Regions from separate parts of the Macaca mulatta genome. Here region 2 is linked to region 1. Evidence: chromatin contacts called from public Hi-C data. All regions are on one chromosome and are shown on one strand. Each heading gives the region's core, a stretch centred on a gene start, on an enhancer-like site or on the middle of the called end of the contact. The rest is flanking DNA. Distances are from core to core; before and after follow the strand shown.

Evidence for each region. A called contact is a pair of places that touch in the nucleus more often than the background predicts.
Region 2: a contact with region 1 is called in a Hi-C map of fetal cortex germinal zone, with 2.5 times the contacts expected there. The contact joins the promoter of DENR here to the promoter of ZCCHC8 in region 1. A contact is called at or near these places in 2 of 14 Hi-C or Micro-C datasets (fetal cortex germinal zone and fetal cortical plate).

What each region holds. Positions count from the first base shown.
Region 1 is chr11:129,872,341-129,875,497 of T2T-MMU8v2.0, forward strand. It overlaps ZCCHC8 (zinc finger CCHC-type containing 8), which reads right to left and starts at 1,640. Exons shown (of 11, transcript XM_077955615.1): 1 at 1,304-1,640.
Region 2 is chr11:130,134,921-130,138,077 of T2T-MMU8v2.0, forward strand. It overlaps DENR (density regulated re-initiation and release factor), which reads left to right and starts at 1,716. Exons shown (of 8, transcript XM_015151759.3): 1 at 1,716-1,842; 2 at 2,585-2,699. The coding sequence starts at 2,594.

The sequences.
Region 1 (3,157 bases), core at 390-2,889:
GAGACAGAGTGTCGCCCTGTCGCCCAGGCTCCAGTGCAATGGTGTGATCTCGGCTCACTGCAACCTTCGCTCCCAGGTTTAAGCGATTCTCCTGCCTCAGCCTCTCGAGTAGCTGGGATTACAGGCACGCACCACCACGCCCGGCTAATTTTTTGTATCTTTAGTAGAGGCAAGGTTTCACCATGTTAGCCAGGCTGGTCTCGAACTTCTGACCTTGTGATCAGCCCGCCTCGGCCTCCCAAAGTGCTGGGATTACAGGCGTGAGCCACCGTGCCCGGCTTCAATTTTTGTATTTCGAAAATTTTCCTCACAATGTGGAGGAAGATGACATTCTGAAAAAATAAATCAGGCTTCAAAAACCTCAAAAGCTGATATCCTGGCTGGGCGTGGTGGCGGGCGCCTGTAATCCCAGCTATTCGGGAGGCTGAGGCAGGAGAATCGCTTGAACCCGGGAGGCGGAGGTTGCAGTGAGCCGAGATCGTGCCACTGCACTCCAGCCTGGGCGACATAGTGAGACCCCATTCCCCCATCCCGTCCCTCCAAAAAAGCTAACATACCAGTCACCTTCAGTTCTCCCTACAAATTTTAAAAGGAAAACTACCCGAACCAAAGTTATCTATCTACCTATAAAACTCCTAAGAACGTAAAAAAACATACTAGCAAATCAAGAAAAATCTGCAATCTTGTAACTCAAGTCTAACAGAAACTTCTTTGGCGCTTTTTCCCAAGGTGCTGCAAAGCATCTTCAGCACAGAAGCGAGCTCCGACTGGAAGAACTCTAAAATTAATCCCCAATTTAAATCAAGCAATTAACCAATTATCTCAGCACACCCGGATTCCTTGAGGTCCCCAACTCTGCATTCTGGGACCACTAGCGTTTGCCCCGGTATAAAAACTGATCCCGCGTCTAAGCAGCCGGTATTTCATCACCTACAACTATAACATGACGGCACAACTTGAGCGTGGCTGCAAAATATGAAACCTTATCACGACCTCAAAAAGAGGCGGGCAAGCAGGGGCCTGTGTACAATCTGTCAGGTGAGCAGCCTAAAATAACCCTAAACCCGGGTGGGAGGCAAGAGTGGGTCTGGTCAGGAGACGGCCTCCCTGAGGGGAAGAGGTCTGCGCCGAGGCGCCGGGGCAGCCTGCGCGCCCCAAACCCTAGACTCTCGGCCCGCCGGCGGGTGACAGAAATCACTTGGAATTCTGGCCCTCCTGGAATTTCCGCCCGCGCCCTCACCCTCTCCCGGCGCTGCCCCGGCCCCACGCCCGGGTGACAGGGCCCAGCGAGCGGGAAGGATATTCTCGGCGCGGAGCTGCTCGATGGTCTCCTCGCACTGCCGAAGCCGCTCCCGTAGCTCCGCGTCGCCGACCCCATTTTCGTCCTCCTCGTCGCCGTCCTCGTCCTTGAAGCGAGTGTGAACGGGCTTCAGAATCGACTCCTCTGGGTGGTCGAACGGCTCGAACAGCTCTAGATCGCCAAAATACACCTCCGCCGCCATTTTGGGCTGTGGAAAAGATTCGAGAAGAGGCGGAGCCGGCCACCAGGGCTGGGGGACGAAGGTTGGAAGGCGCCACCACTCTCCAGAGCTCTGGCCGCGCGGAGCCACCCGCTAGGGTTTTGTCCAGACGCAGGCCGCGAAAGCTGCACACGGGGCGGGGCCAGTCGCTAGAGACTACAACTCCCAGAATGCAGCGGGGCCTATCGGGGCTAGCGATTGCCCGGAATATGGCATGCTGGGACGTGTGGTTTCTAAGCGACTGGCACTCATTGTCTGCATTGCATCCTGGGATTGGTGCTTTTTGAAACGCGAAGAAAGCCGGAGTAGGTCAGAATGCGCTAAAGCAATATGGGGCCAGGGGGCGGTGGTTCACGCCTGTAATCCCAACCATTCGGGAGGCCGAGGCGGGAGGATCACGTGAGCCCAGGAGTTGGAGACCACCCTGGGCAACAGAGCGAGACCCAGACACTACAAAAAATATAAAAATTAGCTGGGCGATTGTAGTCTCAGGTGCTCGGCAGGCTGAGGCGGGAGGGTCCCTTGAACCCAAGGGGTCGAGGATGCATTGAGCCCAGATGGCGCCATTGCACACCAGCTTGGGCGACAAAGCAAGACCCTGTCTCAAAAAGAAAAAGAAAAACAAAAACCAGTATGAGATGTTCCTATTAGGTAACTAAGGCTGAAAAATCAGAGCACGACGCATAGCTTCCTCACAGATTCTGGTGTGCATGCCACACCAGAGAATAAGGAACTCCATAGCCTGAAAGGGAACTGAATAAAAATAAATATACAAGAGAATAAGAAACTCCAGCTTTGCTACAGAGATGACTGTTGTAGATACAAGTTAGTTTATTGAGCTTGCTTCGTTTTTAATGTAAGATTAGCTAGATTCGACTATTTTAGTCTGTTGAGGCTTTCTGTGGTTTCTCTTGTTCAATCACTTGTTCATTCAATCACATTATTTATTTACACCATCAATGGGCCAGGCACTTGTCTAGGACTTGAGTATGCAAGAGTAACCACAATAGAGTAATTCCTCCTCTCACAAAGGCTGTAGTCCACAAAAAGCAACAAAAACCCCATAATTATAAATGTTCTTGGGTCGAGATGGATGTTGATGGATATTCATCACATAAAGAAATGTGGGCCGGGCGTGGTGGCTCATATCTGTAATCCCAGCACTTTGGGAGGCCGAGGCAGGCGGATCACGAGGTCAGAAGCTCAAGACGAGCACGACGTCTCGAGACGACATAAAGAAACCCTGTCTCTACTAAAAATACAAAAATTAGCCAGGTGTAGTGGCGCACGCCTGTAATCCCAGCTATTCACAAAGCTGAGGCAGGAGAATCGCTTGAGCCCAGGAGGCAGAGGTTGCAGTGAGCCGAAATCGTGCCACTGCACTCCAGCCTGGGAGACAGAGCAAGACTCTGTCTCAAAAAATAAATAAAATAAGAAAAAAAGGTGAAAAACACAGGAAGTTATGAATATTTAACAAACACTCTGGTCTGTGGGAGTCAGTGAAGTGAGGAAGTCAGTGAATGGGCAAAGTTAGGGGTGGGCACATGGGAGGATGGAAGGAAGAGTCTTAGGTATAAGAACCACCATGTTGAGTGAAAAGGGAGAGTGGAGCAAGATGAGGCTGGAACACTACTAGG
Region 2 (3,157 bases), core at 466-2,965, 260 kb after region 1:
CTGTAGCGCTCCCAGGCTTATTAGGATGAGAAAATTCCTGCCTAATAAATTTTGGTCAGACAGGTTATCTGCTCTCAAACCCTGTTTCCTGATAAGATGTTATCAATGACAATGCCTGCCGAAACTTCATTAGCAATTTTAATTTCACCTCATCTGGTGGTCCTGTGATCTCGCCCTGCCTCCATTTGCTTTGTGATATTTTATTACCTTGTGAAGTATGTGATCTCTGTGACCCACACCCTATTCGTGCACTCCCTCCCCTTTTAAAAATCGCTAATAAAAACTTGCTGGTTTTATGGCTCGGGGAACATCACAGATCCTGCGAGACATGTGATGTCTCCCCCGGACACCCACCTTTAAATTTCTCTCTCTCGTGCTCTTTCCCTACCCAGCCGAGACACTTAGGAAATAGAAAAGAACCCACGTTAAACATCGGGAGTGGGTTCTCCCGATATTGCAGTGTTATTCCCATTTCACAAACGGGACTCAGGCTGAATAGGAAGGGATTTTCTCAAGACGAAACGAGACACAAGGTACGTGGTTAAGTCTACCAGGCTTCAGCCTCCTGAGAAAGTCTGAGATAGGGTAGATTAACTCCAATTTAGAACACCTATAAGATAGGTAAACACAAAGGTGATAAAAAATTATCTTTAGTCAGTGAGACTGTGGGCAATGAAAGACACATAGATAGCATTGATATTATCTTTTCAAGAGTTTCCCCTGGGCTGGGTGCGGTGGCTCATGCCTGTAATCCGATCACTTAGGAGGTCGAGGCTGGCGGATCACCTGAAGTCGGGAGATTGAGACCAGCCTGATCAACATGCAGAAACCCCGTCTCTACTAAAAATACAAAATTAGCCGGGCATGGTGGCGCATGCCTGTAATCCCAACTACTCAGGAGGCTGAGGCAGGAGAATAGCTTGTGGTTCCAACTACTTGGAAGGTCGAGGCTGCAGTGAGCCGTGTTTGTGCAACTGCACTCCATCCAGCCTAGGTGACAGTGAGACGCTGTCAACACATAAAGGATGAAGAAAGGAAGGGAGGGAGGGAGGAAGTAAGGAAAGAAGGAAGAAAAGGAGGGAGGGAAGGGGAAGAGAGAGAGAGAGACAGAGACAGAAAGAAAGAAAAAGAAGAAAGAGAAAGAAAAGAAAGAGAGAGAGAAAAGGAGGAAAGAAAGAATTCCTTTAATTTAGTGTATGGTGTTAAAATGCAACCACACGCTCTATCCCGCAGAGAGAAAGGAAGAGAGGAAGGAAAGAAGGAAGGGAGGGTGGAAGGGAGGAAGGAAGTGAGGGAGGGAGAAAACATTCCTTTAATTTAGTGTATGGTGTTAAAATGCAACCAAAAGCTCTATCCGGCTGCAATCTCCCCGCACAGGAGTGATTTATGCAGTAGTTGGAGGTTAGTCAGAACTCCAGGATACACCGCAGACACCGGGGCGATGATCCTCCGGCCCATTAATAGGGAGTCATTTCTGACTCACGTGCACTCTCTGCCGTTACAGGTCGCGCTCCCCTCGGCGCACCCGTCTCGAGGATTCATCCTCTCCAACGGGTGACTAGCACCGCCTACCGGCGGCCCGCCTCTTGGCCGCTTGGCCACGCCCCCGCCCTGGAGCGCAAGGCGCATGATCCCCAATTTTTCTCCGCCCCCGTCTTCCGGCTTCTCGCGACATCCGCCCAGCGGCGGTCGGAGTCTCGCGATAAAGGCTCATTGTCTCGCGGGAGCGCTGCTGGCGGACTGGCTTTCGGGCGGCCGTGGCCGGGGAGGCGAGTTGCATGTGTCGGTTCAGCTGGCGATAGCGGCGGGAGCGGAGCCGGCGGGGCCTGTGCGACCGCCTGGGTAACGACACCAAGTGCTTCTCCCGCTCCCCAGAAGCTCGTAGAGAGTGTGGGGGAAGCTGAGATGCTGCCTGGCGGAAGGGGGCCGGGCCGGGCGTCTCCACACCCCCGCCCACAAGGGCCCCTTCTGGCGTCCCCGGGGTTGCTCCTTCGCCTCAGACCTGGTCGCCCTTGTCCCCTCAGTGCTCTTACATTCTGTCCTCGTTTTCTGTTCACATCCTCCTTAGGCTCTGGTCACCCCGCCCCCTCCCATGCCCTTTTTAGAGTCCCCAGGCCCTTCCCGTGGCGTTTAGCTGCCCCCACACCGTGCACCCCGGGCTCCTCTGATGACCCACCCCTCGTTCCTTGGCATTTCCAGCCTCTGCATTCGGCACCTTTGTAGCCCTTCTCTCTTAGTGCAGTTTGCATCCCTCCCAGACCACCCTTAGACCTTTTTGCTCCGTGTCTGCCTAGGGTACTCACCCCATCTTTCCTTCCCCATTGCTTCCTCTTTTTTACTAGTGAGTGCCTCTGCCCCATCCTTCATGGTCCATTTGCTGCTTCCTTCCCTGTAGGTCTGTGGACCAAGGAGATCTTGTGCCTGGGATTGCTTATATTTTATGAATCGAATGCAGCTTGTGTCCCCCACTCAACAACAAAATTGAAACAGCTTCGGGTTGGGGGGATTTCTGTTGAGAGGAATGCTGTTCTTCTGGGGTCTTCATTCTAAAATAGTGAGGGTGTGTTATTTTCCTTGCTTACAGGTTTGTGAAATGGCTGCTGACATTTCGGAATCCAGCGGGGCTGATTGCAAAGGAGACTCAAGGAACAGTGCCAAGTTAGATGCCGATTACCCACTTCGAGTCCTTTATTGTGGAGGCAAGTGTTGGTAGCCACAGAATGACTTTTACTCACTATATTTTTATGCATTATAATAATAGTTTGACATTTGGTGGTACTAAGTTTTTTCCCCCATCTTTTTCATTTGGTGAATTTGTGCTGGGGGAGAGGAGTGCTGGGGAGGAGGAGGCATGAATTAACAGCTTCCCAATCTGAGTGATTTGTGTCTGGCTACTCTGACTGAAGAAGCTTACAGTCCGTTTGGAATAGAGATGTGCAGCTAGGTTATTTCAGCCTGCAGGTCCTCAAGGTGTACGCTAGTCTAGCTATCAAAGGAGGGCTTCTTGGAAGATCCTGAGTTAAGGATGGCAAGAACTGGATGAGAAGGTGGGGAAGGGCGTCCCAGACAAAGCGAACGACTATGTAGAAAAAGCTTGATGGTGGCCGGGCGTGGTGGCTCACGCCTGTAATCCCAGCACTTTGGGAGGCCGAGACGG